7 separate regions of the Mus musculus genome follow, and regions 1, 2, 3, 5, 6 and 7 are each linked to region 4. The links are chromatin contacts, called in public Hi-C, HiCAR-type and HiChIP or PLAC-seq maps. All regions are on one chromosome and are shown on one strand. The core of a region is the stretch at or near the end of the contact, and the rest is flanking DNA. Distances in the headings are between cores, read along the strand shown. Region 1 overlaps Tead1 (TEA domain family member 1). Region 2 has its middle 33 kb from the start of Gm33204. Region 3 overlaps Tead1 (TEA domain family member 1). Region 4 holds the start of Micalcl (MICAL C-terminal like). Region 5 holds the start of Usp47 (ubiquitin specific peptidase 47). Region 6 overlaps Tead1 (TEA domain family member 1). Region 7 overlaps Tead1 (TEA domain family member 1).

Region 1 (3,609 bases), core at 384-2,883, 470 kb after region 4:
TCAGCAGAAAGGGGTGGCCTCCTGCCAGCACAGAGGCAGGCAGGCACTGTCTGCTGGGGATGCACCCAGCCATGGCCCTCATCAAGGCAGAGAATCAGAAGCGACTCTGGGTGCAAATGAGTAACAGCGGGAGCCAGATGAAGGAGCGAAGAGGATGGGGGAGCCCTGCTTCCCTGGAAACGGGAAGAAAGGGAATTATCGAAACTCAAAAGACATTTGACTACCAAAAGATCTTTAATAATCTGGAGTCACTGGAGAGTTAGAAATGAGGTGACTGCCACAAAGCCCAAGTCACTGAACTTGTAATGGGAAGGTTCAGAGTCTCCCAATGCAGACACCGCGCTCTCCTTCCATCTCAAGTGCTGAACTGGCCTGTTGGCCAGCACGCTCTGCTCACTTGCCCAGTGACCCCTTCACGGGGGGATCTTCTAAATGTAATCAAGTCCCACTGAAATCGATGCGGTTTTGCTTGCCCAGTGGAATCACTGTGTTAGAGGCCTGTCTGGCAGTTTTTCCACACCCAGCATCACCCTCGGGGTGCCTGTTGGCCACAGTTGGCGACACCACTCTAGTGTTGTTCAGCAAAGCTGAGTGGTTTTTCAGACCAGATTTTTAACTGGCTGGCTGGTTGTATTCACACATCTCTTTTTGTAATAATATGCAGATCCACTTGGCTCCCAGGCGATTCCCAAAAGTGTGGAAGGATTAAAGACATTTTAAGGGGTTGGGGTGGGCGGGGAGGCTCTGCTAACTGGGTCCCATTTTTCTTTGAGATCTAATTTATGTGCCGGTATTATTTCAGCATTTGCCACAGAATCTAGAGTCCTCCAGGAGATCAGAATCCAGCTCACAGCCTCAGCTTTGATTCTGTAGAGCATGCTAATTTATGGACAGTCCTCTCTAAATTGAGGAAGGGGAATTTTCTTTCTCTCCCGATACTGAGATGCTGTAAATATTTTAATTTATCTCTACCCCCGCCTTTTTAAAAATTTCATAAAGAAAGCATCCCTCCTCTCTCTTCTTATGGCTCTCCAAATAAGGTTTTTCCCAGCACCCACCTCTCATCTCTCTGGGTGGGAACATGGAGACGAGCCTGCCTAAAGTTCTGAATCAAGTCACTGCCACGAGGACCCTGTCCATAGAGCTTTAGAGAGGTGCTGGGGGCTTGGTGTCTGGCTGGGACTGTATGTTCCTAACTGCAGAGCTTCGTTGAGATGCAAATAACCTCCCCTACCCCACCCCTCCCAAGGAATAGCGATTTTATATTTGATTTCCTTTTTTTGTTTTTGTTTTTGTTTTTTTTTGTTTTCTTTTTTTCTCGTTTTGTTTCCCCCGCATAAACCCGAAAAATGTAGGTGTCTAGTCATATACAGGTCTTAGCAAGAAAGAAAGTTCGAGAAATTCAAGCCGCCATTAAGGTACGTCTGGCTTGCCCAGTTGTAGGGGGCTTTTCATCTCCATGGTTACAGGCTTTTCCTTTGTTTTCCTCCCTTCCCCTACCCTGCAGGTGTCTAGTCACATTCAGGTTCTTGCCAGAAGGAAATCTCGTGATTTTCATTCCAAGCTGAAGGTATGCGCTTTTCTGCTTTTTGGCTCGTGGTTGCTATGCACCTCACTTCCTGTTTTCCATGGTGACTGGTGAATGCCTGGCGCTGGGATTCTTGTAACCTAGCTTCCTAGCATGTGAGGGCTGTTTACATTTCTTTGTGTCTAATCTCTCTGTTTTTGTACGGGCCTCACGTTAAACTCTGTGTGTGCGCGAGTGTGTGCAAGTTTCCCAGTAACAACGCAATCGCAGTCGCAGCAGAGAGCTGATCTCAATAACTTCAGCACAGAAATGCAATTAAAAGAAGAAAAGAAAAAGAAAAAGAAAAAAAAAATCTTCTAATAACTGTCCTGTAGCAATTTGAGAATCAGCTAATGGATAGTCTAGTATAACCTTAAAAATAAAATAAAATAAAAATAACTGAAAAGGATGAAATTGTCTCCAGTTGTTGTGAAATGACTTTTATAATACATTTAGCACTGATTCTAATTTATGGTTTTGGATTTTTAAAAAAAAAAATTAATGTATCTTTTTTTTTTTTAAAAAGGGCTGGAGAGATGGCCCAGAGAACCCTGGTTTAATTCTCAGAATCCTTATAGCACCTCACAATTGTCTATAACTTGAGTTCCAGGGGATCCAATGCCATTTTCTGGCCTCTGCCAGCAAAACACACATATACATAAGATAAATAATAGTAATTTGAGAAAATACATTTTTATATGTATCTCCTTCAACACAAATTGTCTTCCACATTGTCTGATATGCTGTTTTTTTAGTGGGTCTCCTTAGTAGAGAAAGCTAAACCAGACACTGTGGCTTATACCTGTGATCCCCGTAGAAAAGAGGCAGGGAGGGGCTGGTGAGATGGCTCAGTGGGTAAGGGCACCCGACTGCTCTTCCGAAGGTCTGAAGTTCAAATCCCAGCAACCACATGGTGGCTCACAACCACCCGTAATGAGATCTGGTGCCCTCTTCTGGTGTATCTGAAGACAACTACAGTGTACTTACATATAATAAATAAATAAATCTTAAAAAAAAAAAAAAAAAAAAAAAAAAAAGAAAAGAGGCAGGGAGCATGGCTACAAATTTATAATGAGATACCATCTCAAAAATACAGAAGAGAGCGCTGGCATGGTGGTGCATGCCTTTAATCCCAGCACTCAAGAGGCAGAGGCAGGTGGATATCTATGAGTTCCAGGCCAGCTTGGTTCACAGAGCCAGTCTAGGACAGCCAGGGCTCTGTTACACAGAGAAACCTTATCTCAAAAAACAAAATAAACACAGAAAAGAGAGAAATAAAGAAATCTGCAGATATGGCCACAGGCAAAAACAAAACAATAAGACAAAACCTAACGATGGTCTTGAAGATAAGATAATCAAGCCTGCTTCATGTTGAGCTTTTTTTTTTTTTTAAATATGGGGCACCATTTATAACCAAGAACCATCCACAGTAAGAAATAACTAAATACAAATTTAAAAATTAAGGCACTGATCATTTTAAATTCCGAGTTGCTTTTCCTGCTCCAGTTTAGTGTGCCTGGCATTTACTTCTCTGAAATGGGGTAATTCAGAGCCCCTTGGGAAGGTCTTTATTTACTATTTATTCATAGTAAAACTTAGTTTATGATCCTATTGTTGTTATTCTCTTGCATCCTTCCCCCACCCACTTACTACATTTGTGGTTTTGTTCCACAACAAAACAGTGCCTGTTCTTGGTGCTGAATGCTGATACCCCTCCCCCACAACCCTTCAACATTAAAAATACAAACCAGGATGCCTGACATCGTATGACTAGGTAGGAAGGAGCATAGGCTATGCGCGCTGCAGTGGACAGCATGCTTGCTCGCTGGCTCGCATGTGTGGCTGATGGTGGCTGGCTTTGAGCTGCACTGGCTGAGCAGTTGGAAGGCTAAAGGAACTTTCTAGATCTTGCTTTTTAACCAGAGGTGCTGTACTCTCTACATGTATGTAACGACCCCGGGGCTTGCTCAAGTTCTCACTCTGATTCTAGTTCTCTAGGCTAATGAATTAACAATGTACAAAGAAGTCTACAGATACCAATT
Region 2 (3,434 bases), core at 214-2,713, 400 kb before region 4:
CCTGACAGGCCAATGCCAACTTTAATGCCCAATACTTTTCCATTACTAGTGGTAACATTTTGAACAACTAGTTTTTATGAATCATTTATAGACCAAGCATCTTTCAAATAGCATCTAATTCAACATTCACAACTCCCTTGGAACAAAGTGTTTTCCCCCATCTTACAGATGAGAAAACAGGTTTTTTCAAAGTTAAGTAACTTGTTCAAGGCCACACATAAAAAGGAAATGGCAGAACCAGAAATTAAACTGGTCTATCGGGTCCCAATCACTAAGTCACTGTTGCCTCTTACTAATTCTCTGCAACCAACTCACTTACTTGCCTTCCCCCTCTGAAGTCTTACCAAAGTGCACTACTTTTTCTCAACCCAGTCTAAGGAGCCTGTGGACTCTCCCTCACAGCCATTTCCTCCCGCAGGCCAACTCTGAACTTCTACCCAAACATTATGTTCTTCAAACGTCTGTCCAGAATGGAGCTTCTCCTTCCAAATATGATTTGCCCCTGTTCTTCCCAAGTGTGTCCTCAGTCTACCTAGCACCCAGGCTTGGGAACTTCATGCACTTCATTAAGTTCTGCCTTTTGATCCTTTTAATAATCAGCTTATTAATTTTACTCCAAGACATTTCTCTAGGGTTCCTTCTCACTGATCATCCTGATTCAACAGTACTAATGGATGCTGAGCATCCTGCCCTTCCCTCACCCATCCTATAACTAACCCTCTCTAGGACACCCATCCACTCAGGTTGCTGATCTCAAGTCCAGGACTTGGAAACAGCTCTCTTGAAGACTTGAGTTTGGTCTCCAGAACCTATGTGGAAAAGCAAGGCTTGTGGGCTGTGCTTGTACTCCTAATGCTTCGGGGAAGAGACAGGCAGGTCCCTGGGGCTTGTTGGACAACTAGCTTAGCTTATTTAGTGAGCTCCAGACTAAATAAGAGATTTAAATCTAAATGAGAGATTCTTGCTTTCTCAAACTCCATAGTTTCTCTCTCTCTCTCTCTCTCTCTCTCTCTCTCTCTCTCTCTCTCTCTCTCTCTCTCTCTTTCTCTCTCTCTCTCTCTCACACACACACACACACACACATGAAAGCACCCACACAAACATGTACATGCACACACAAACCCACACATGCACACACATGCACAAGCATGCACACACACAAACACACACAAATGCATAACACATTCACCACAGACACAAAGAATCCAGTTTAAACTCCTTACACAGGTAAAGATCTACCCTAGTCCACCTTCCTGATGTCTATGAAACAAAACTTCCAGAAGTTCTGCATACACTTTGGCATTCCTCCTAACAGCCCCCAAGCTATCCCTCCTGCACCTCTAATCCTATCAAGCTTCGTTCAGATGTTCTCTCCAAAACTTTGCCTCAGGTGCTGAGTCAGTCATGAGTGTGTCTCCCTCCTCCGAACTTCCTGCACATGATGTCATGTGTGTGAGTCAATGTGGCTTTCTGCAGTGATTCAGCTGTTTGTCTGTACATCTTATAATCCACACTAGATGTGAGTTTCTGCTGGACCATGATTCACCTTGGTATTTGACAAACTTAACACAGACCCTAGTATGGGGCAGCTACTTCTTAGCTTGATTTTTCTGTTTTGGTTTGGTTTGGTTTGGTTTGGTTTGGTTTGGTTTGGTTTGGTTTGGTTTGGTTTGGTTTGTTTTTCTTGGTTTGGTTTGGTTTGGGGTTTTTTTGAGACAGGGTTTCTCCTGCTGTGGTGGAACTCGCTCTCCCAAATGCTACGATTAAAGGCATGTGCCTCCTGCCTGATTCTTAGCTTAATTGTTAAGGACTCTTTTGATATATGACTGCCAAACTACTTAACAGAGGTCAGAGCAACTAAGCCTTTAAAGTACATTCAAATAACCACCCACAGCAGGCGACCTGGCTCACCCAGGTCCCTGGATGGTCTAGCCAGAGGCTGTCCTGATACAGTCCTGTGGGGCGCACTCTAGGATAAGCCACCCCACTGGTACCAAACTCGTTTTCTAGTATTTCCCACCACACCCTGAAAGGTAAGAACATGCCATTACCCATCGTCACAGGCCAGGCTACAAGATGCTAGGTGGAGACTGAACCTCTCTACCATGATGAAAAACGATAACTGGTGCCAAATTACTCGCTTGTCAGACTCCATTCGTCTCTGTTTCTCAAGCTACTTCTGTACCCAGAGGCCTCCATCAAAAGGCTCCAGCTTGTCCCTGGAACCTGGGTTCAGGGAAAGTTCAAGATTGTGCAAAGACAGAGGGAACCTCCAAAGTCTAAACTCATGAGAACGATAGGCAATCCCCACTAGTCCTTCATCCAGAGCAGAGCCAGGGTGGGGTCTGGAAACAAGTTGCTATCTTATCTCTGTATACTTGAAAGTCCTGGGATAGGAATAGTTCCATTCTCAAGGCTTCTGGATAGCACAGAGAATAATCTAAAACAGAAGATCAAACGGTCAAAAACTGGAAGTTGGAATTTTTTAATCAGATCTGGTTACTTCCCATTAAAGCAAGCTAGTCTAAAAATGAGCAGAAATCCATTATTCCCATCGCCTGTACTACCCAACAATATTGTTGTACGCATCAAAATTGCTGATAAAGTAGACAGAGTTTATATATATATAGATTAGATATAGATATATGTCGCTCACATGACAATTGTACGTAGGAGTCTAAGGCATAGGAGAGGAGGCTGAAGATGTGGTCAGCAGGCTTTATATACAAAATATTAAACCTTTACCCTGCCCAGTGATAAATTACGATTATTAGGAAACAAAGTTTCAGAAGTAATATCCCAAGATCACATAGCTTCTAAATGCCAGTCTTTCTAAGGCAACAGGGAAAGTAAGAGAACAGTTAGTTTTAAGAGAAATGAGATATTCATAGAGGCCCGTGGTCAGCTGTACATTCCTAGATAATGAGACAAGAAGCTAATGTAGACGCAAGATGCCCTGGGAGCCATAGTTAGTGACTGACTTTATCTTGCAAACAACTAAGAACTTTTCAAACATTTTTAAGCAGGAAGTGTCACAACACACTTGTGTTTTAAAAAATGAGAATATGATCTAAGGGGAACAAAAATCAAAGGTAAAGAGAGGAGTTGGGAAACTGTAGACATTACCTTGGAAGTCATGATGACGACCCTGTGCCGCCCCCATCTCTCTGATGCAAGAGAAAAAGCCTTGGAATACAGAGATCCTCTAGAAACACTCAGCAGATAATATCAACAGATCTTACATTACATAAGGCCTTCACTGACCACATCTCCAGTCTCTTCTCCCAAGCCTTTGGTTCCCACATACAATTGTCATATGAGTGATACAACGGTGTTATATCAAACTGTGCAGAAAATACAAGAGCAAACGAAGGTCTTTTAGTCTGGAGAGAGATACCAAACAAATAAGAAAATGGAAAGGTTTGTTTACTGAC
Region 3 (3,704 bases), core at 881-3,380, 350 kb after region 4:
GGGTTTCTCTGTATAGCCCTGGCTGTCCTGGAACTCACTTTGTAGACCAGGTTGGCCTCGAACTCAGAAATTCGCCTGCCTCTGCCTCCCGAGCGTTGGGGTTAAAGGCGTGCGCCACCACACCCGGCCTAAAGACAGTTCTAACCCTCTTCTCAGTCACCTTTTCTTCTTCAAGCTTCTTGCTGGGAGTCACACATGTCACTGGGGGCAAAGCTAGGACACAGGCTCCAGGATTAAGTGTGGTCTGTCGACTACCCCCTTCCCGTGCGCCATTGGTGTTGATTCTCCTTTAAATGTGAGCAAAGCAGTTGTCTCTATACCCTACATTTTTTTCCTTATTTCACAAAACAAACAAACAAAAAAACCAAAATAATAACTATCATGACAACAAAAAAAATCTCTAATAACAATAAAGGAAGCAAAACAAAAGAGCAGAAAAAAAAGAGAGCTCTTTTAAAATAACCAGTAGACCCCCACACTGAAGTGCTTTGTCATGTATCTGTAGGCTTGCCACCACAGAGACCGTAAGCAAATGCTTTTCTCATGGCTGTCTTTCTCAGGATGACTTTTGATGGTCTCACCCTGCATCCTACAGACTGACTGAGTTTACTTTCCCAGTTCTTTGTTGTTGGGTATTTAGATGTCTCTCCTCCCCCTCCCCCCCCCCCCGATTTTATGATGTTAATAAATGATACTTTGAGATGCAGACTTACTGTGATTGTAGATTATTTTCTTAGGGTCAGTTTCCAGAAGCAGGATTTGATGAGTTAAAAGACAAAAGAATTTTTTTAGTTCTCAATGGCTACTGACTCCTAAGTTGTTTTCCAGAGGAGTGTCTGGAGCTCCACTGTGCTGCAACATTGTGGCCCACTGCAGATGCTGAGTGTTTTACAAAGGCTTGGGTCAGGGGTGCACGTGTTCAGTTCTTTCTTGGATCGTGGAAAGGTTGCATATGGCTTGACTTATTCTTCTTCTTAAGCTTTTATTTCCTTTGCTTTTTATGGGCAGCTCCTAGCTAGCTAGCTCAGGTCAATTTTTTTTCCCCCTATGTAGAATTTTTTAGATTCCGGGATTTTACAGATAAAATACAAACCAACTAAATTAACAACTGAGCCCAAATGTCCATCTGTATAATAAATACTTTGGACATATTTTATGGTTGGATTAGCTGTTTGTGATCTTAACTTCCTTACAGGTCACGAGTTAATAGGGTGACATTCGGAGAGTTGGGGGTCTTTTCCTCTTCTTTTTAGACTTCTCTTTGTTCTCCCCCCACCCCCCCGCCCCGCTCCCATTTCCTGTCCCCACCCCCATGCACTATGTTTGTGTCTTTGGAGATAAAAACATAAAAGGAATGGTTTTTAGTCACACGCCTTCAACTCTCTCACAACGCAGCTTTCCTAAATGATGTACTATAGACTGAGAAGAGAATCGCGGCATTGTAACAAATAGCCTGTGACTAAAGCAGGAAATCTCAGAGAGGTGTGTTTGAGGGTGTAATCCTAGCTGGTAGTATGGGGGAGTCTGACGTGTTTTTCAAGTTGGTCTTGACTCACCCTGTTCTTTCTGGAATGTTTGCTATCCTCAGTATGACAGCGTCGCCTTGATGACAGGCTCTCTCACTGGGCCATGCATACCAGGGCCCCAGAACTGGTTTGCTTATTTGCCTGGGGAGAACTGTGGAAACACCCCCTGCAAGGGGGGGGGGGCTTGCCACAGCAGCACTCAGCGTCTGACGGGCACTCGGTGACTGGGCTCCAGGCTTGCACTGGGGATGCCAAGGTTAGGTCTGGCCTCACAGTGCCGCCCTCTCCTCCAACCCTCCCTCACTCCTCCCTCACTTAATGGTGGCCGCTCTACCTGGGTGATGCTGGCCGGGTGCTTGCCTGGTGGGAGAATCTAAAGTTGGCAGTGTAGCCGGGTGTGCGGTGGCTCTGTTGCTATTTAATTTGTTAATGAAACACGGAGCCCATCCCCCCTCCTGCACACCTCTCCGCTGTTTGCGATGAGGCACAATTAATTTATTTGTGCTGTCTGTGGAGGCGGATGGCGGCTAATGCAGTGAGGGCTTTTATCTTTACGTTTGTAATGAAGAGGAGCAGGCTGCTGGCAGATTGACAAGGCTTACAGATGACTCACTAGCCGGCTGCAGATGCTTTCTTCTGAAATAATAAAATGTGCACTCGCAAGCCGGGTTCCTGCGTGAAACAGGCAGAGCTGGTTTGGGAAAGTTCATGCAGAAGAAAGAAGAAGAAAAAGGCGGGAAGCTCCCTGTGGGCTGCCTGGCCCGACTGGCTGGACTGGGGCAGGGCTCCTCTTGCCCTTTTTGGAAGGGGAACTCCTAGCCTCCCCTCCCTGCTCACTCTCCAGGTTGGCTCATTTCTGTTGCCGCAGACACCATGCTCACAACCACCTCTCTTGGGGTCCTATCGTGAATCACGTGGTGAGGCCTGCCTAGGAGGCCCCAACGTTTGCAGCCCATTTGCTCTCAGCCTGCAAGTGTATCTGGGGTTCCTCTGGCCTTTGTGTCTCTGGGTCTGGGCTTTGGTGGTGGCCTTGTTTATCATGAGTGACATTCTGTCACCTACTCTGACATAACAGTTACTATAGCAGTTTATCTAATAACTGCTACTTAATTCAGGAAAACTGCATTTTCTAAGTTGGAGGCATGTGGACTAAAATGACTATTCTCTTGACTTTCCAGTTGGGATATTCTGACATTGAAACGTTTTGTGAGTTGGATTTGTTTTATTCCTCATTCTAGAGATGAGGAAATGGAGATGGGTAGAGATTAAAATAATGTGTCTGTAATCACAAGGGAAGGTACTGACCTTGAAAGCCAAATGTCCAAAACTTGACCTTAAGATCTTTCCATGACACTGATATTCTAAGGATGAAATAAAACATTCATAAATGGCTGACCATTGCAGTTTAAGAATTAGATGAGATTATCTATATATCTATATATATTTATGGTATATTTCTATAGTTCTGTAGGCTAGCTGGAAACCACAAGATACTTAAAAGTTACCTTTTAAGCGTACCTGCAGTTCATGTGGTTTAGGCAGGTGGATTGTCCTGTGTTCGAGATCAGCCTGGGCTGGACTACAGACCGTGACCCCTTAGAACCAATGGGTATGGGGGAAAGCTGAAAGTCTGCTATGGGTCTGAGAAATGCATTGTAAAGTATACTTAAGTACTGAATCAGTTGCAGAGGGCCAAGTGTCAGCGTCCAGTTGCACCTGTCTCCTGTGCCAGCAACACAGACATGAACATGTTATCCTAACTGAGCCAGAAGGAGCTATGGGGATCTTACAGATGGAGCGACTCTGAGGATACTATTCACTTATCTAACCCATGCATGCCCACAATAATCAGCTGAGCTCCCACCGGGCTGGGAGACAGGCTTAGGCTGTGAGCAGAACATGCAGGCCTGTCTCCAAGGAACTTGCAGTCAGTGGAGGAGAACACAGTTGAGCAGGCACTGCCATGGCCAGTGACAGGAACAGTAATGAAGAAGTTGGGACATTCGAGTGCTCCTAGTAGGGTAGAGGGACATTGAGAAAGAGGCACCATAAAGGAGTGGCACTGACCAGGAGACTTGAAGGCTTTTGCAAAAAATTAAACATTAGGTTTTTAGATGTAAAAATTTTCTACCTTACAATTCTCAAATTCAGCTAATGTCAGTTGTAAGTAGGCATGGC
Region 4 (3,558 bases), core at 214-2,713:
TTCAATGAGATTGTGTTTCCTAGTCATGTCAGATGCTACATCCATGAAGTCTCACCAACATGACTACCTAAACGGAAGCCGAGTTAGGACATCCACATGCCAACGTGGGTGGGGGGAAAGCCCATGTGGACTCAACCCTACACAAAGAACTGGAGTCAACTAAGGCGTGCTGAGAGGGGAAGAAAGAGTGGGAAGAACACAAGACCCCATTGCCCTGAAAACACACATACGAGTAATATACAAACAGAGCAGGTTATATTTAGGAATGTGTGTGTGTGTGTGTGTGTGTGTGTGTGTAACAACAATTATTGGGGGAAAACCGAGGCCATGAATTTGAAAGAGAGCAAGGACAGGAACATGGGACAGTCCAGAGGGCGGAAAGGGAAGGGAGAGATGATGTGCTTATATTATAATCTCAAAATTAGGAGACCAATGCTGCTGCTCACTTGGGCCCACAGGCTGATACAGAGCAAGGAAACCCGGCCTTTCTACCTGAATTTGCTTCTGTCTTTGTCCAAGCTTTGGGCCAGACTCCTGAGTGTCAATCACTTCAGAAGCGTCTGTGTTGAACTAAGTGATACCCGCCCCATCTCTCCCACCTGCCAAGGTTGAAGGCATAAAGAAGAGAGTGATCCTGGCTTACTTTTAGCCCTTATAGAGTCCTGTTCCAGGCCCCCAAAGAAGTCTACAGGTTTCCAGTCACTGTTCTAACCTACAGTCACTCCTTAGATTTCAGAGCAGCAGAGCATGGCAAACGGTCACGGTGATGAGATCGCACACAGCCCACCCCCAGCCTCCATGATCATGAGAAGGGCGTGGCCTGTTCTCTCAAGCACTAAGATGTTTCTTCTAGTCACTGTGCAGAGCCAGAACAAAACACTGATTAACCAGCCCCACCTGGACTTTGTTCTCTTGCCTCCTGACCCAGATCTTTGTCTATTAAACCCAGAGCTCACATCAGCACTCCAGAGATGGGCTCAAATGCTTGCTTTGTGGTGTTTAAAATACTTAACCTGCATTTTCACAATGGCGTCTGCTCACTTTCTCTGGGAAAAGCTTGACATATGGGTAAAACACCATGGCCAGGACAAACTTAGAAAAGGATGGATTTATTTGGGCTTACGGTTCCAGAGGGATGAGAGTCCAGCATGGCACGGAGGCCTGACAGCAGGCGGCAAGCAGCGGTGGCGGCCAGAGCAAGAAGCTGGGAGCTCACCTCTCCAATAGCAAACACAAAGCAGAAAGTGAACGGGAAGAAGGGTGAGGCTATACATTCTCCGAGTCCAGCCCTCTCAGTGCCCAAGCATTCAAATACCTGAGCCTCCTGGGACATGTCTCGACCCAAGCTTCACAGAACCCATGGAGCCGGGCCTCTGACCTAGGACTCTTATTATATTATGACCTCACTATGGTGAAACTATGCCTACGTGGCCTATTACCACCAGTGGGGCACTTGAGCCATCAGTTCCACTATCCCACTGAGGTTAAAGCAGAGACCCTAAGGAGCTGAAGGTTCTGGTCCTGAGAAAGGAAACCCAGGTAGTGGCTGGCATGGCAGTGCTCAAGTCAGCTCACAGGGGTGGGATCTCACAGGGGTGGGATCTCACAGGGGTGGGCTGATGTCTAAGTGAGGTGAGAGAACATTCACTGGAGAGGTGTTGGATCCAAAGAGTTCTGTGTTCGAACCTTCCCTGTTCATTCTCCCACACCCAGACCCCTCCTGGGGGTCTCTTCCTCCCCCATACCTCCCAGTTCTACCTTCTGCCCCTCACATGTGCGCTCACGCCCCTCCTTTCTCTATGATGGAAGCACGGGGGCCCGTGCCTGAGAGCCCTGCACAGGAACAGGATGCAGCTGGATGCCACATCTGTTCTGAGGTTCGGGGCGGCCAGTGCCTGTGCTCAAGGCCCAGCCAGGCAGAGGGGAAGCACACAGGGCCCTGCAAAAGTGCTTCCGCAGGAACCCAACTTCCAGGAGTCAGTTCTCACTTTCTACTTTATTGGGGCAGGGTCTCTCCTGATGTTTCTATTCTCCCATCTCACTGTAGGACTACCGCCATTACAGACACATGCCTCTACAGCCAGGTTACTTTTTGAGATTGGAATCTAATTACAACATTTCTCCTTTTCTTTCCCTCCCTCCAGACTCTCCTAGACAGTTCTCCCTCCTCTACTTGAAATCATGGCCTTTTTCCTTAATTGCTATTGCATGCATATATGTATTTGTATCATACAGATATATTTCTAAAAATAACCTGTCTTGTTTATATAGTGTTACTAGTATGTGTCTCCAGGCCTGACCAGTTAGCACTGGGCAACTCATTAATGTGCCCTTTCCTGGGGAAGGCTTTCCTTCCTGCTCCCAGCATTTCATCTGGGTTGCAGGGAATCAAACCATCTCCCCAGCCTCCTATATAATTATTTTATGGACGTGTGTATGAATGAGTGAGTGAGTAAATGAATGAATGAATTAATGAATAATGGGAGGGGGGTCAGAGAAGTACACTATGATAAGAAGTGTCTCCGCCCATCCTAAGCATCTTCCTGCTAACTTTTGGTGAGTAAGCCATGGGAGACAAATTCCTCCCCTACACAGCTAATGGTCTCTTACTCCCTCCTCAGCTCTGCAGCGGGCCCATAGCCTCCAGTCTCCAACTCCAAGCAAATACCAGAACTGGAGAAGAAGATTCCAGTCCAGTGAGTCATGGGCAGGGGGAGGGGTGGGGGAGGGCAGTCTCGCTCATTCCTTACATGGTATCTTCTCTGGCCTAGCCTGGAATCCAAGGGCAAGGAAAACTGTTAGCTTGACTTGATTTCCACTGCTGGCTGTAATCATTGCCGAGGGATTTGGGAACTCTCCATTCCTCTCCCTCTACTCGGAAATCCCAGCACCTTAAGATTCTGTAGTTTCACAGAGCTGTAGCAGCTATGAGCTCCAAGTTTGAAATGAGAAAGGGAAACTGAGAGACGGGTGCTTGGTTCTGTCCCAGAAACTGGACTAGATCCCAACCCCACCCCACCTCTGCTTTTGGTTCTATGCCATTGTGACCAAGGCAAGAAGATAGCAGCTTGCACTAGAATATAAGTGTGTGTGTGTGTGTGTGTGTGTGTGTGTGTGTGTGTGAGAGAGAGAGAGAGAGAGAGAGAGAGAGAGAGAGAGTTTATTTCTTCTCCAGATCTTGGCCCCGGGTGAGTTTCAGAGCTCCCACAAGAGGAACAGTGTCTACAGTGACCATGCACACACAGTCACACAGCAAACAGAATTCCTCCAGGACCCTTGAGTGAGAAGCTGAGGGTCCACCCTGCTCTGACCCCATCACCCTCTTCTGCCTCCCCTAGTCTGCATGTTCTCTCTCCCACCTCCATCTGCCCAGGCTGACCCAACACGGCCTTGGGCTTCTGCTCTTCCTCCTTCCGAGTCAGCTTGATTCCTGGCCAATGAGTCACTTCCCACCAACCCCCAGACTCACCACTTCTCCTGTGTCTACCTGGGCCAAGGGCCACCTTTGGAGCCAGACCAGGCCTGCATACCTGGGAACAAGCTAAGATGACACCTGAA
Region 5 (3,661 bases), core at 469-2,968, 350 kb before region 4:
CTGCATGGTTGTGGTTCATGTACACTCTGATACACACAAAATAAAAAATAAAAAAAATTAAACACTCTTCCCAAACTCATCATATGTATGCTTAAACATGAAGACAGACTTTTTTGGCCTTTTCAGAAATCTGAGTAGTGTATTTAAAGAATTTTTAGTCTACTTGGATTTTTGTTTTTATTTTGTTGATTGTTTTGGGAGAAGGTATTTGACTGTTCTGGGAGAAGGAGGTAGGGATTGAATTCGGAACGCTCTGTATGCTTGGAAAGTCCTTCACCACTGCAGCCCACCTGTTAAAACATAAAAATTCTAGTTGACATTAGGAAAGATGGAAAATTAGTAGCTGAATTTCAACAAAACCCTTTGTATGGCTGGAAGCTGAAACAGATAAAAATGAGCATTGTATTAGTAATAGTAGTTGAAAATGCACTTCTTCCATTAGGATCAAAATCTTTGTGGGTTACCTTTTTCAGCTTATGACAGCTATTAAAGCCAAGTACAGAAATAACCTGAACACTGAATCAGATATTTTAATAAGTGTTTCACAAAGAATTAGCTTTTAAAAAACTAATGAAACCTAGTCAATCAGAGTGCGTTCACTAAATATTTTCAGTAGGGTTAATGGATTTTTTTATACCATTACTACTTAAAATCTCGTTTATTTTAAATGTCTGTCTTTGCTATAATTTTTAGAATTTGTAGATGTTTTACAGTGCCACAAATAGCAGAATTCTAATAAATCTTACATAACTGTATAGAGAGCTTTTCTTGGGTGTGGGGTGTTCAATAGTAACAAGTTTGGCGAACCAATAGCATAGGTAAAGGAGTTGGCGCTGTGGATGCTGGGTACATGGCACAATGGAATTAACTCAGCAGGCTGTAAGAGGACTAGTTTGCCAAAAGTCTTCATGAAAGACGTCTCACTGGGTCTTCATAATGGAAGGAGTGCGGTGAAGGAAAATGACTAATAGGAGATTTGTTTGGTCAAACACATGGTATTTACCGTCTGGGGAGATTACAAAAAAAAACATATTCAAAAGGACAGCACAGGTTGAAGCGCACCACAGCTCTGCTCTCAAAAGGCTCCCTCAGACTTGGCCCTGTAGGAGGATGACAGCAAGCCACCCAGAAGGGTGCAGGGGAGCACCTCTAAGTGTAGTGACCCCTCTTTAAGGGGCTCCAGGGGCTAGCTGATGGGCACCGAGGTCCCTAAGGAGAGTGGGGCGGCCACGAAAACATGACAGACGAGGACCAGAGCCTTGAGGGCGAAAGCCAGAAAGGCGATTTCTCTACAAGGCGCGTTGTTTACCAGCTCGAGGCCAAAGGTTCCTCAAGTGGGGCTGCAGCGGGGTCGCTGGAGACCAGGAAAGAGTCTGGGGACTGCAGGGCTGAAAGGGGGGCTTTGAACTGGAGCTCGTTCGTGACGCAGGGGCCTCGTCCCTCCCTCGGCCGACAGAGGGAGCCGGAGGATGGGAGGACCGGCTTCCCCGTAGTGAAAAGCGCCTACACCGGCTCTCAACCAGCGTAGCGCGGCGTACCCCGGGGCTGAGCAAGAGGTGAGAAGATCCCGAGCTCACGACGGCCGCCTGCATACCCCAGGCGCCAGACGCCGGGCCGCGCGCCCACTGCGTTGAATTCTCGCGAGAGCGGCGGCCGCCATTTTTCCATTGATTGCCGCGGGCCGGGGGAGGGGCGGCGGCGGCGGCGGCAGCGGCGGCGGCAGCAGCGGCGACGGCGGCGGCGCCCTGGGTCGGTGTCTGCGCGCTGGTGTCTAAGGCCTGAGCGGAGGCCTCCTCAGTTGCTGGAGCGCAGGCGGCTGGGAGGATGACTGTCGCTGCCGTTCTCTCCTGAGACACAGCCGCCGCCACCTCCACCAGGCCCCCGCAGGCAGGGCGGAGACGAGCGGTCGGAGTCTGAGCGATGGTGCCCGGCGAGGAGAACCAACTGGTCCCGAAGGAGGTGAGGGGCCGGCGGGCCAGACTAGGCCCGAAGCCTGCGGTCCGCTCGAAGTCGTGCAGGCCCCGAGCGGGAGGCAAGGCTAGGGCCGGGCAGGCGTGGGGCCGGGTGGACGGTGGGCGCGGCGGGCAGTTGGAGACCGCTGGTTCCCGGGGCCACGTAGCCGAGGGAGAGCTCCGGCTGCGAGGGGCTAACGCATCAAAGACTGGACCCGAGGAGTTGGGTTCTGCTCCCGGGGGTGGGGGGGAGTATTGCGGAGAGAAAGTGGCCTTTGAAGTCCAGACTTCACACACGTCGAGCCGAGAGAGTTAAGAGAGATCGTTTCAAAGAAAACATTCTGGAACAGTTGCCCGTGGGCAGGACGGGGTGACGGTGCTGCTTCTGGGGTTTGACAGCGTATAGCTTACGGGGCTTGTGAAATCGACACCTAAGTTGAGATCTGTGGGAGGGCAGACTTAACTGTTAAAGAGTTGTCGGTCTCCCCACCCCCCTCCCCCCAGCCTCCATTCCCCCTCCTGTTACTTCGTAGTACTATCGGCCAGCCTAAATGGGGCCTACCCAGGATCGTTGAAAAAGTAGTTAAGTGGGGCTTGAACGGGAGGGTAAGAGATAGCCGAGTTAATTTCACCATATGGAGAGACGAAACGTTGTTTTTGTGTGTAATTTTGGTCTTTTTCTGGTGTTGCCAACTTGGGTGACTTAAATTCTTAAAAGCGAGTGACATAAGACTCCCGGACTTCTTGGCTTCCCTTGAACAGTCAGTAGTAGAAGATTAAAGGTAGAATCCTGCACTGGCCAGTGGATTTCGACATATTAATAGTCCGTTGGCTTTATAAATATCCTCAGCATATTCAAACATGTATTTTTAACTGCTGGTCGTCAGGCTTAATGCTTTGGACTTTTATATCTCATATACCTTAAATAGATGCCAAGTGTTAAGTTGAAATTAGGATGGTAGGATCTTGATATTTATACACGATCATTTCGGATTCCTAAATGTTTAGGTTTTGTTTGTTTGTTTTTTAATTGTAGCAATTTGTTGCTACACAGACAACCCCTGGCACAATGCAAAGTGACTTTATTTTGTACCTGAATAGTTAAAATTTCCCATCTTTCCTTAGATGGATAATAAGTTGATTTTTAGGGTTTTGTTTTGCCGTTTTGAGGTAGGATCTTACTATGTGGACTTTGAAGTACAGACTTGGCTGGCTTGGAACTCACTTGTAGATAAGCTGGCCTGGAAATTCTTAAGAGGTTTCCCTGTCTGTCTCCCCCGATGCTGGGATTAAAAGTGTGTGCTATCAAACTCAGTGGAGTGCCTGTTTGCTGTTTAAGGCTGAGTTGTGTGTGTGTCAGTATTTTATCTGTCAGACATCTCTAAGTCTCAGTACAGCAGATAAGCACGAACTAAAGATCTTGCCTCTGGAACAGTTTCAACAACTGAGAGTTAGGAAGTCGGGAATGTGAGTCCTCCTATGGTCCAGTCCGGCATTTTGAACTTTGTACTAAGTAACAAGGAAGGAAGGAATAGGTTTTACGAGAAAGCTAACCTTCATTTCCTTTGGTGCTGGTTTCCAATCTTAAGAAACAAAATTAACCCTTAATTTCCAACATTTAGAAAATAGAACAACAAGTACAACCCTGCATAATATTATATTAATGACTCGGTTTGTAGAAGTCCTGATAGAGATGTGCACATATCCTG
Region 6 (3,652 bases), core at 146-2,645, 430 kb after region 4:
AATAACATTTAGACTCATTATCTCCAGTGACATACGACTTCCCCGGCGTTATCACTCAACCTGTATAGTCTGACTCCAGCTAGCCTGTGAGTTCTCAGTGGGGTACTGCACCTTCTGATTGTCTGTCTGCATCCCTTGCATAGCAAGGAGACTGTCCTGGCATTTTCTGAGTATCATAGATGAAGTAATAGGCTCACATCTGTGTCAAATTCAGAGCCTTAAAATTAAAAGTCTCTTCTTTGTGCTTTCAACTGTGCTGGAGCAGGATAGCGTGATCAAAAAGGAAAGCCATGTAAATGAGGGGCTTGGGGACACTGCTCTTCAGGGAGGGTGGGGATTTGAACTTGGATCTGCAAACTCTGGGTCCTGAGGTACCCACTTCTCTACCTTGCAGCTTCTTCTGGAGACTACAGGAGGCACCAGAAAGGTGAAGATTACCCACTTCCATGTTCAGTGAGAGAATGAGGCAGATCTGAGGTCCCATTTCTCTGAGCCCTGGATAAACTCTCATGGACATGCTATTTTGTTGTAGGCTCTCTTTGTGTCATGGTGACTTGGGTGGATGCTTTGGTCCCTCCCCCACCCCTTTGGCACAGACTGTTCTATCCCAAGCCAGTGAGGCAATAAATGAGAGAAAATGACCCTTCCTGGTCATAGAAAGTGGCAGCTGGTGAAACCTGAAGACTGTGTGTTCCAGAAGGAGAGGTGGCCACAGTAGAGTGTGAGGCTCTACTCACACACTTTGCCTGAAGAATGTTTACCTTCTTCATGGTTGTCAATAAACGGTCCTGCAAACCCAACCTTGGCTCTGTGTATGTGTCTCCTGCCTGTGTGCCTGTGTAGATGCCCAAGGTCCATGTTGGGTGTCTTCCTTAGTGGCTCTCTGACCTTATTTTCTGAGCCTGAGTATCTCATAGGGCTAGAGTTCACCATTCAGTTAGACTAGCTGGCCAGTGAGCTCTGTGTGTCCTGTCTCAGTGCTGGGATCTGGGCCTCACTCCCACACCACGGGTTAGGTGCTATGGATTTGCTAGGTCCTTCTTTCTGCCTGAACCATCCCCCTAACTCCCAGCTTGACTCTTAAGGGCAAAAGGTGCCATTGCTCCAGGGCCACTCCATGGATGGAGACCTTTTCCTGGCAGACACTTGATTCACAAGGACGCTAATTATCCCTTCTTCCTCCGGCGGCTCCTCAAACAATCATCCCGCTTGTTTAGTGCACAGTGTGGTGTTGGAGAGTTTGGCCTTTTTGTTTAACTGTATGTTCATATTGTTCTTTATGTACTTAGTTTATAGCTTATGCAGCAGACATTCCGGTCAATTAGCTTCTTGTCCTGCAAACTGGGCGCTGCTGGGCTCCTTTCTTCCTATGCTGTGTGGGTTGGTTTCAAGTTACAGGGTTTTTATTGGCTCCTCTTTGCTGAACCCTGGTTTCCAAAGCCTGGTGTTTATGAGCTGAGTTTCTTAAAGGTACAGTTTCCTTTTTTTTTTTAATGAGTTGCAATGCCTAGCACATTTGAACAACAAAAATGAGGATATGAGGTGTATTTGGAAGTGTGTGTTGTATGTCTGTGTTTTAAAAGGAACATTCATTAATAAAAATTTTAAGTGAAAGCTAGGAGGAAATCGGCTCAAGTAGTGGATATAACCCTACCTCCTACTCACAGCCCCATTAAAGACAGACTCTCACGTATTATTCTGGCTGGCCTTCATTTGTAGACCAGGCTTACCTCAAAACTCCACAGAATGGAGAATGATCAAGAAGACATATGGCATTTGGGTCTCCATATACATGTACCTATATACATGCAACACACACACACACACACACACACACACACACACACACACACACACACACACACACGACTCTAAGTGAATGAGTCTCACCTTGGGTTTTTTTCTCATTAGTTTCAGTCAGCCCAGGAAACCTTCTTCTTGATTTTCATTTTTTCCTGTTCACTCCACATCTATCTTCTCTTTGGTAGGATTCTTGCCTTTTGTTTTCATCTTGGGTTTTTGGAACCTGCCTCAAACACTTGGGAGCAAGATGGAGTAGAATGAGCTGCTTAAATTCTGTTTTGTATTAGGCACCAGTTCTACAGATGATACCATTATGGAATGTACGCAGCATCACTGAAAGTTTGTATTGCTGTTTAAATATTGGAAAGAAAAATTTATGTTTTTCCCCCCTTTTCACTTTCTGGTTGATTGTTTGTTTTGACACAGTCTGGTGTAGCTCATATAGCTGAGATACTGGCCTTGAACTCACTCCTGCTCCTCCCATCTTTACCTCCCAAGTGTTGAGATTGCAGGTGGGCACCGCCATGCCCACACCATGCCTTCTGATGCCTTACTACCTTCACTTTGTTGATGCTGGTGAGTGTGTCATAGTGCAGGTGCATTTGGAGGTATTGTTTCAGGGTTGTCCCCCCAAACTGAAGCACAGCACACAGCATTTTACACTGGTCTATTTTGAGCCAGAATAATACCCAAGTTTCTACACGATAGTCTTGGCTATACCATTGACTTCCCACAGTTTCTCATGGTACCCAGCCCAGAAAATCTATGAGAATTTAGGAGTTACTCATCCCAGCATCTCCTTTCTATTCCCTTGTAAGTTCTCTTTGAGTTTCACTCATTGGGGGAGACTCTTACCCATCTCACTGGGGACTGCCCTGGACATGGAAGGTAGGTTGGAGGTGATGATACAGAATTCTTCTGAGTCATTAATGCCAACTGTGATTGGAGCATAAGGCACGTCTCATCCCAGTGCCTTTGTGCTGAGGGTTTGTTCTTATTCTTGCTGATTTTGAATATAAATTGGTAATGTTCCTTAATGCCCTTCTAGATTTGTGTTCACTAAGCTCCGTTGTTGCACGAGAAATGATGAGGTATGAACGTGAGGTCTGCAGCTCCTTACCACCCCTTGGTAGACAGGATTCACAATGTACAAAACACTGGAGTCAGCGTATTCCAGTACTACCCTACCCCGGTGTCTGTACCTGTCTTGTTCTTACACAATTCCTGAGATAGGAACATAACATACGGTGTTACCATCAGATTGCAGAGACCATTTCCAGTTCTCTGAACCACCCAGTATGGCAGCCAAGGGCTTTTAATGGACAGTTTGGATGAGGGAGAGGTTTGCTGAGATGGGTTTGTGGAGGTGTCTTGAGATTGAGCACTCAAGAGGGCTAGGCCCTGGAACATAGATAAAGTCCGGGAGCCAATAGAGAAAGGATGTGCAAAAGCCCCGCCCCTGTGCTCTGTGAATCAGGGGATTATCCTTGGAAACTGAACAGAGTCTCAGTGAATGATGTCCTGGTTGAGGGTGAGAGAGATGAGCTAAATGAGGGCAGAGGCCAACCCCATTGGCAGGAGCAGCCAGTGGATAGACAATGTGATCTGCAGGTGGGGAGACCTAGGTAGGTTTGAGGGGACTTGGCTCACTCTTCACATTTCTTGCAAATTCTACTGCTTATTTCATTAACATCTTTAGTGGATTCTGTTTTTTTTTTTTTTTTTTCCTTCTTTCTCTACGTAGCCCTGGCTGGCCTGAAATTTGCTCTGTAGACCAGGCTGGCCTCAAACTCAGATCTCTCTGCCCCTACCTCCCAAGTGCTGGGATTAAAGATGTACACCACCATGG
Region 7 (3,543 bases), core at 860-3,359, 510 kb after region 4:
ATTAGTCTAGCCTTGAACTCATGAAGATCTATCTGCCTTCTTCTGCCTCCCAAATGCTGGGATTAAAGCTATATAACACCATGCCTGCATAACCACTTTTTAAAGGAATTTAAAAAGTGAGGTTAATTTGGGAACCATACAGATGTCAGAGAATTCTGTGAACCTGAGAAAAGGTGAGTCAGTTATCTGACCTGTAGAAGCCACATAGAATCTCTTCCTTTGGGAGTTGCCTAGAGCACGCTGGGAGAATCCCTCTGCCAGCTGCTGGCCAGTCCTCAACTGCGTTCTCTCCTGGATCATTGGGCTGTGTTTGCTAGCAAAACTGAGGACAGGGTGCAGCCATTCCTGTGTGTGTTTAAACATTATCACTGTCTTAGGAGAGCTGCCACTGAACAGAGGGACAGACAGGGACAGACAGAGGGGCAATGTCCTTCCCACACTTGTTTTGTTTTTTGTTCTTGTTTGTAGTTCCATTAAAACCGAGTTGACACCCTTAGTCACAAAGGAACCCTCTAGTCTGTTGGATGCTCAATCAAGATCCATTATCACCACTCTGTCTCACATTTAAAAGTAGGGGGCTAGAGAGAAGGCGGCTTGGAGCGTAGCAGTTGAAAGCATGAACTGCTTCTCCAGAGAACCAGAGTTCAGATCCCAACACCCAGTCGGTGACTCAGCACCACCCGTAGCTCCAGCTCCCACAGATCAAACACCCCTGGCTTCCCTGTACACCTGCACTCATGTACGCAGTCGTGCATGCACACAGTCAGGAAAAGAATAAAAATTATAATCTTTTGAAAGTAATACAAGTTAGTTACAAGTAATTCAAGAAGATAAAAGAATACGATATAAAATGTGAGACAGACTCTAGGCCCAGTTACCTGTCAACCCAGTCTGAGGGTTGTACATGGATGGATACAGTATTTGTATACAATTAGGACATTTTCTTACAGCAGTCAGCATTTGAGGATATGTCTTAGTTTTTGTTCTTTTTAGTAAAGATGACTCATTAGCATTAGTAGAATTATTGGGGGAGTAACTAACACTGAGGCCTTCCCATTTAAATTTAAATCCCAGAGCTAGTGTCTATGAGATCACTGGAACGCTTGTGTACCAAAGTACTGGTGATGTGTATCTGCCATGCAGGTTTCACTGGGTAACCTATAGCTTATTCACGTACAGCTGTTATTTCACTGTGTGTGATTGGTTGCCTGGTGGTTGTTGCTTATTTAAGAGGGACATTTCATGGATGGAATGTCCCTCTTAAATAAGCAACAACCTGGGAAAGTGGCAGCATTCTTTGTACACTGATGAACTAGGTAAGGTCAGGCCACCTCCGCTGGACGCCCAGGACTTCATTACCTGGCTCAGTTGGAAAGCAAGCAGTCTGAACAGAGACTTAGTTGGTAGGGCTAAGACCTTGAGTCTATGACAGTTCCAGCCTGAAGCCTACAGTGGGTCCTTACCTGGAGTTGTGTGGGTAATATTAATTGCATTTTTGTAAATGAATACTTGCATTGGTGGGAAATTTGCAATGCAAACAGACAGCCTTTTCAGACGAGGCTTATTGTAATTAGAGCAAGCTTTTAAGATTCTTTGAAGTACTGAATGTTTATGAAATTCAAATGGGGGTGTGCAGTCTGCACAATAAAGGGTCCCGGTGGTGTTTTTAAAAATCGTCTATTTTGTGGATGTAAATATATGCCATAATTAGTGGGAAGTAAGTTGAAGAGCTAGGCTGGCTGAGTTTATTCCTGTTATTCTTATTTAAAACAGCTGTGGCCTCTGCTTCAGTGGTGTTGTGTCAGGGCACACAGACTCCAGTGAATGGCTGCACTCAGGGGCCCACTTCCCTGCTGGCAGCCCCTTCCTTCCCTGTCCCCATAGGCAGGCTGTCTAACTGGAGCGGTGTCCAGCACAACGCAGGCCTCCCCTGCCCAGACCCCTGAATCCTGTGGGGTGGGCATGCAAATGAAGCAGTGTGGGAGGGCTCTGGGGCTGCCAGCTCTCTCCAAACCTACCCCCTCGCTCCCTAGTTAAGCTCAGTCTCTCAGGGCCCCTTTGCCCTGTGCAGAGCAATTGTCCTTTGGCGCCTGTGGGAGCAGCTGCAAAGCCCGCAAGGCGTGCCCTGCCTGGCCTAGCCTCACCATGTGGCAGGCCTGGACAGCCGCCCACAGCAAGGCCCAGCTCCTGGTGCCGCCTGCCAAGCAGCCAGATGCTGCCATTGGGAAAAAATTGCTTCACAATTTGAAATCTTGGTCCTTTGATCATGGCTCAGAGAGGATGCAGAGGGGAGATTCAAAGTGGTGGTTTGAAAACGGCCCATCCATCAGTTCCCATTACACTGGCTCTTGTCAAGGACAGTCCTGGATGGTTTTCATTTCTATAACCTCATAATTCCTGCCCAGCCCTCTGCACACTCAAAAATGAAGGGAGATAAGTTGGAAGGGTATGTCCACAGGCTGCCCCTGCCCCTTTATGTCTTTACCTTAGGGGTTCTCTCCTTACTCACCCAGCAAGCTTTGCCTTGTTAGCCTGTGACACCGCCAAGTGTCCTTTCTATGTGGGCTGTCAGCTCCCTTGTAGCCAGTTCTCCAGAGGCCACAGGGTTTGCAGGGACAGTTTCTCTGTCCTTGGCCCTTTGCCCTGTCCCCTCTTCAGGGTCTGGATCCCACACACCTAGACCAGGCTTCATTTTAAAGATTTTTTTTTTCTCCCTACCCAAGACAGGGTTTCTCAGTGTAACAGTCTGACTGTCCTGGAACTCTCTTTGTAAACCAGGCTGGCCTTGAACTCACAGAGATCCACTTGCCTCTGCCTCCCAGGAGCTGGGATTAAAGGCATGGACTACCACACTGGACTGATAATTGCATTTTTCATGTTTGCCCCAAAGCACAGGTCTCCCCCCCAACCCCTAATCCATGAAATTGAACAGTGAACCATAGCTTTGAATAAATAGGTATATTGAATAAGAGGACAATGAGGAGAAGCCATGCCTTAAGTGTCTCATGTAGCAAAGGCTGGCTTTGAACTCCTGATCCTCTTGCTTTTGCATCCCATGTGTAGATTATAGGCATGTGCCAACATTCCTGGTTTATGAAGGCAAAAGACTAAACCTAAATCCTCATGCATAGTAGTCGAGCACTCTCCCGACTGGGTTACATCCCCAGCCCCAGCGGTATATTTTTGTTGGTATATTTTTGTTTGTTTGACCTGCCTTTGACACCTGCCTCTGCCCCTACCCTGCTTTCCAGAACTTGCCTACAAACAGATCTTGGAGCCTTTAATCCACTCAGCGTGTTAGTAACTTCTTTTTTGTTGGTTTCTGGAGGAAATTCCATAATGTGTCTCTGCTCATGACTTGTGGAGAGTGGTGGGTTTGTATCTGTCTGAGTAGTTACACCTTATATGCCAGATGTGTCATGGAACTCACAAACCAGGGAAGCATCCTGCTTTGTTTACCTGGGAAAAAGCCAGCCTGCTATTTGCACCCATGTGGACTGAATTGATGGCCATCATCATGTTTATTGATTGTACTGGGGAAGG

What was found. A called contact is a pair of places that touch in the nucleus more often than the background predicts. HiCAR-type assays count read pairs that join an accessible place to other places. HiChIP or PLAC-seq counts read pairs in DNA pulled down with a chosen protein or histone mark.
Region 1: an H3K4me3 HiChIP or PLAC-seq map of embryonic stem cells shows a contact between it and region 4, with 16 read pairs. The contact joins the enhancer-like site here to the promoter of Micalcl in region 4. A contact is called at or near these places in 3 of 39 promoter capture datasets (3T3-L1-derived adipocytes, liver and trophoblast stem cells), 4 of 484 Hi-C or Micro-C datasets (cerebral cortex, liver, nephron progenitors and 1 more), 11 of 115 datasets of contacts at active chromatin or transcription factors (embryonic basal ganglia, embryonic forebrain, embryonic hindbrain and 4 more) and 3 of 9 other capture datasets (adipose tissue, macrophages and pancreatic islet).
Region 2: a contact with region 4 is called in a Hi-C map of embryonic fibroblasts, with 7 times the contacts expected there. The contact joins the enhancer-like site here to the promoter of Micalcl in region 4. A contact is called at or near these places in 7 of 39 promoter capture datasets (the 3T3-L1 cell line, 3T3-L1-derived adipocytes, the HPC-7 cell line and 3 more), 7 of 484 Hi-C or Micro-C datasets (the HL-1 cell line, adipose-derived mesenchymal stem cells, cortical neurons and 2 more), 1 of 115 datasets of contacts at active chromatin or transcription factors (the NIH/3T3 cell line) and 1 of 9 other capture datasets (liver).
Region 3: an H3K27ac HiChIP or PLAC-seq map of the NIH/3T3 cell line shows a contact between it and region 4, with 7 times the contacts expected there. The contact joins the enhancer-like site here to the promoter of Micalcl in region 4. A contact is called at or near these places in 5 of 39 promoter capture datasets (the 3T3-L1 cell line, 3T3-L1-derived adipocytes, liver and 1 more), 2 of 484 Hi-C or Micro-C datasets (the N1E-115 cell line and nephron progenitors), 5 of 115 datasets of contacts at active chromatin or transcription factors (the NIH/3T3 cell line, embryonic basal ganglia, embryonic hindbrain and 2 more) and 2 of 9 other capture datasets (adipose tissue and pancreatic islet).
Region 5: a FOXA1 HiChIP or PLAC-seq map of pancreatic cancer cells shows a contact between it and region 4. The contact joins the promoter of Usp47 here to the promoter of Micalcl in region 4. A contact is called at or near these places in 10 of 39 promoter capture datasets (the 3T3-L1 cell line, embryonic stem cells, frontonasal cranial neural crest and 5 more), 1 of 484 Hi-C or Micro-C datasets (the HL-1 cell line), 10 of 115 datasets of contacts at active chromatin or transcription factors (bone marrow-derived macrophages, craniofacial prominence, embryonic forebrain and 7 more) and 2 of 9 other capture datasets (adipose tissue and macrophages).
Region 6: a contact with region 4 is called in a HiCAR-type map of embryonic stem cells, with 10 times the contacts expected there. The contact joins the enhancer-like site here to the promoter of Micalcl in region 4. A contact is called at or near these places in 3 of 39 promoter capture datasets (the 3T3-L1 cell line, liver and stem cell-derived epiblast-like cells), 1 of 15 datasets of contacts at CTCF or cohesin (the NIH/3T3 cell line), 4 of 484 Hi-C or Micro-C datasets (the N1E-115 cell line, embryonic stem cells, muscle stem cells and 1 more), 5 of 115 datasets of contacts at active chromatin or transcription factors (the NIH/3T3 cell line, embryonic basal ganglia, embryonic stem cells and 2 more) and 1 of 9 other capture datasets (liver).
Region 7: a contact with region 4 is called in an H3K4me3 HiChIP or PLAC-seq map of embryonic basal ganglia, with 8 times the contacts expected there. The contact joins the enhancer-like site here to the promoter of Micalcl in region 4. A contact is called at or near these places in 14 of 39 promoter capture datasets (the C10 cell line, cranial neural crest, embryonic stem cells and 8 more), 34 of 484 Hi-C or Micro-C datasets (the C2C12 cell line, LSK cells, the P5424 cell line and 16 more), 10 of 115 datasets of contacts at active chromatin or transcription factors (the NIH/3T3 cell line, VIP interneurons, astrocytes and 7 more) and 3 of 9 other capture datasets (adipose tissue, macrophages and pancreatic islet).

Annotation. Positions count from the first base shown.
Region 1 is chr7:112,840,533-112,844,141 of GRCm38.p6, forward strand. It overlaps Tead1 (TEA domain family member 1), which reads left to right. Exons shown (of 13, transcript NM_009346.4): 4 at 1,508-1,570. Among named protein-coding and RNA genes, the nearest start is that of Rassf10, 110 kb to the right of the region's middle. Within about 2 kb of position 1,634, at least 98 of the 459 cell types and tissues checked have an H3K27ac peak or open chromatin away from gene starts, as enhancers often do. A contact at or near this core is called in adipose tissue, cerebral cortex, embryonic forebrain and 5 more, where this site is marked.
Region 2 is chr7:111,975,143-111,978,576 of GRCm38.p6, forward strand. No RefSeq gene overlaps it. Among named protein-coding and RNA genes, the nearest start is that of Gm33204, 33 kb to the right of the region's middle. Within about 2 kb of position 1,464, at least 51 of the 459 cell types and tissues checked have an H3K27ac peak or open chromatin away from gene starts, as enhancers often do. A contact at or near this core is called in the HL-1 cell line, the NIH/3T3 cell line and embryonic fibroblasts, where this site is marked.
Region 3 is chr7:112,718,696-112,722,399 of GRCm38.p6, forward strand. All of the region lies in intron 1 of Tead1 (TEA domain family member 1), which reads left to right. Among named protein-coding and RNA genes, the nearest start is that of Tead1, 41 kb to the left of the region's middle. Within about 2 kb of position 2,131, at least 151 of the 459 cell types and tissues checked have an H3K27ac peak or open chromatin away from gene starts, as enhancers often do. A contact at or near this core is called in the N1E-115 cell line, the NIH/3T3 cell line, pancreatic cancer cells and 2 more, where this site is marked.
Region 4 is chr7:112,373,394-112,376,951 of GRCm38.p6, forward strand. Micalcl (MICAL C-terminal like) reads left to right here and starts at 1,464. Exons shown (of 10, transcript NM_001381862.1): 1 at 1,464-1,976; 2 at 2,622-2,696.
Region 5 is chr7:112,021,788-112,025,448 of GRCm38.p6, forward strand. It overlaps Usp47 (ubiquitin specific peptidase 47), which reads left to right and starts at 1,719. Exons shown (of 29, transcript NM_001357952.1): 1 at 1,719-1,959. The coding sequence starts at 1,921. It also overlaps Gm3960.
Region 6 is chr7:112,806,271-112,809,922 of GRCm38.p6, forward strand. All of the region lies in intron 2 of Tead1 (TEA domain family member 1), which reads left to right. Among named protein-coding and RNA genes, the nearest start is that of Tead1, 130 kb to the left of the region's middle. Within about 2 kb of position 1,396, at least 109 of the 459 cell types and tissues checked have an H3K27ac peak or open chromatin away from gene starts, as enhancers often do. A contact at or near this core is called in the N1E-115 cell line, embryonic stem cells, liver and 3 more, where this site is marked.
Region 7 is chr7:112,881,977-112,885,519 of GRCm38.p6, forward strand. All of the region lies in intron 10 of Tead1 (TEA domain family member 1), which reads left to right. Among named protein-coding and RNA genes, the nearest start is that of Rassf10, 70 kb to the right of the region's middle. Within about 2 kb of position 2,110, at least 111 of the 459 cell types and tissues checked have an H3K27ac peak or open chromatin away from gene starts, as enhancers often do. A contact at or near this core is called in the C2C12 cell line, VIP interneurons, astrocytes and 8 more, where this site is marked.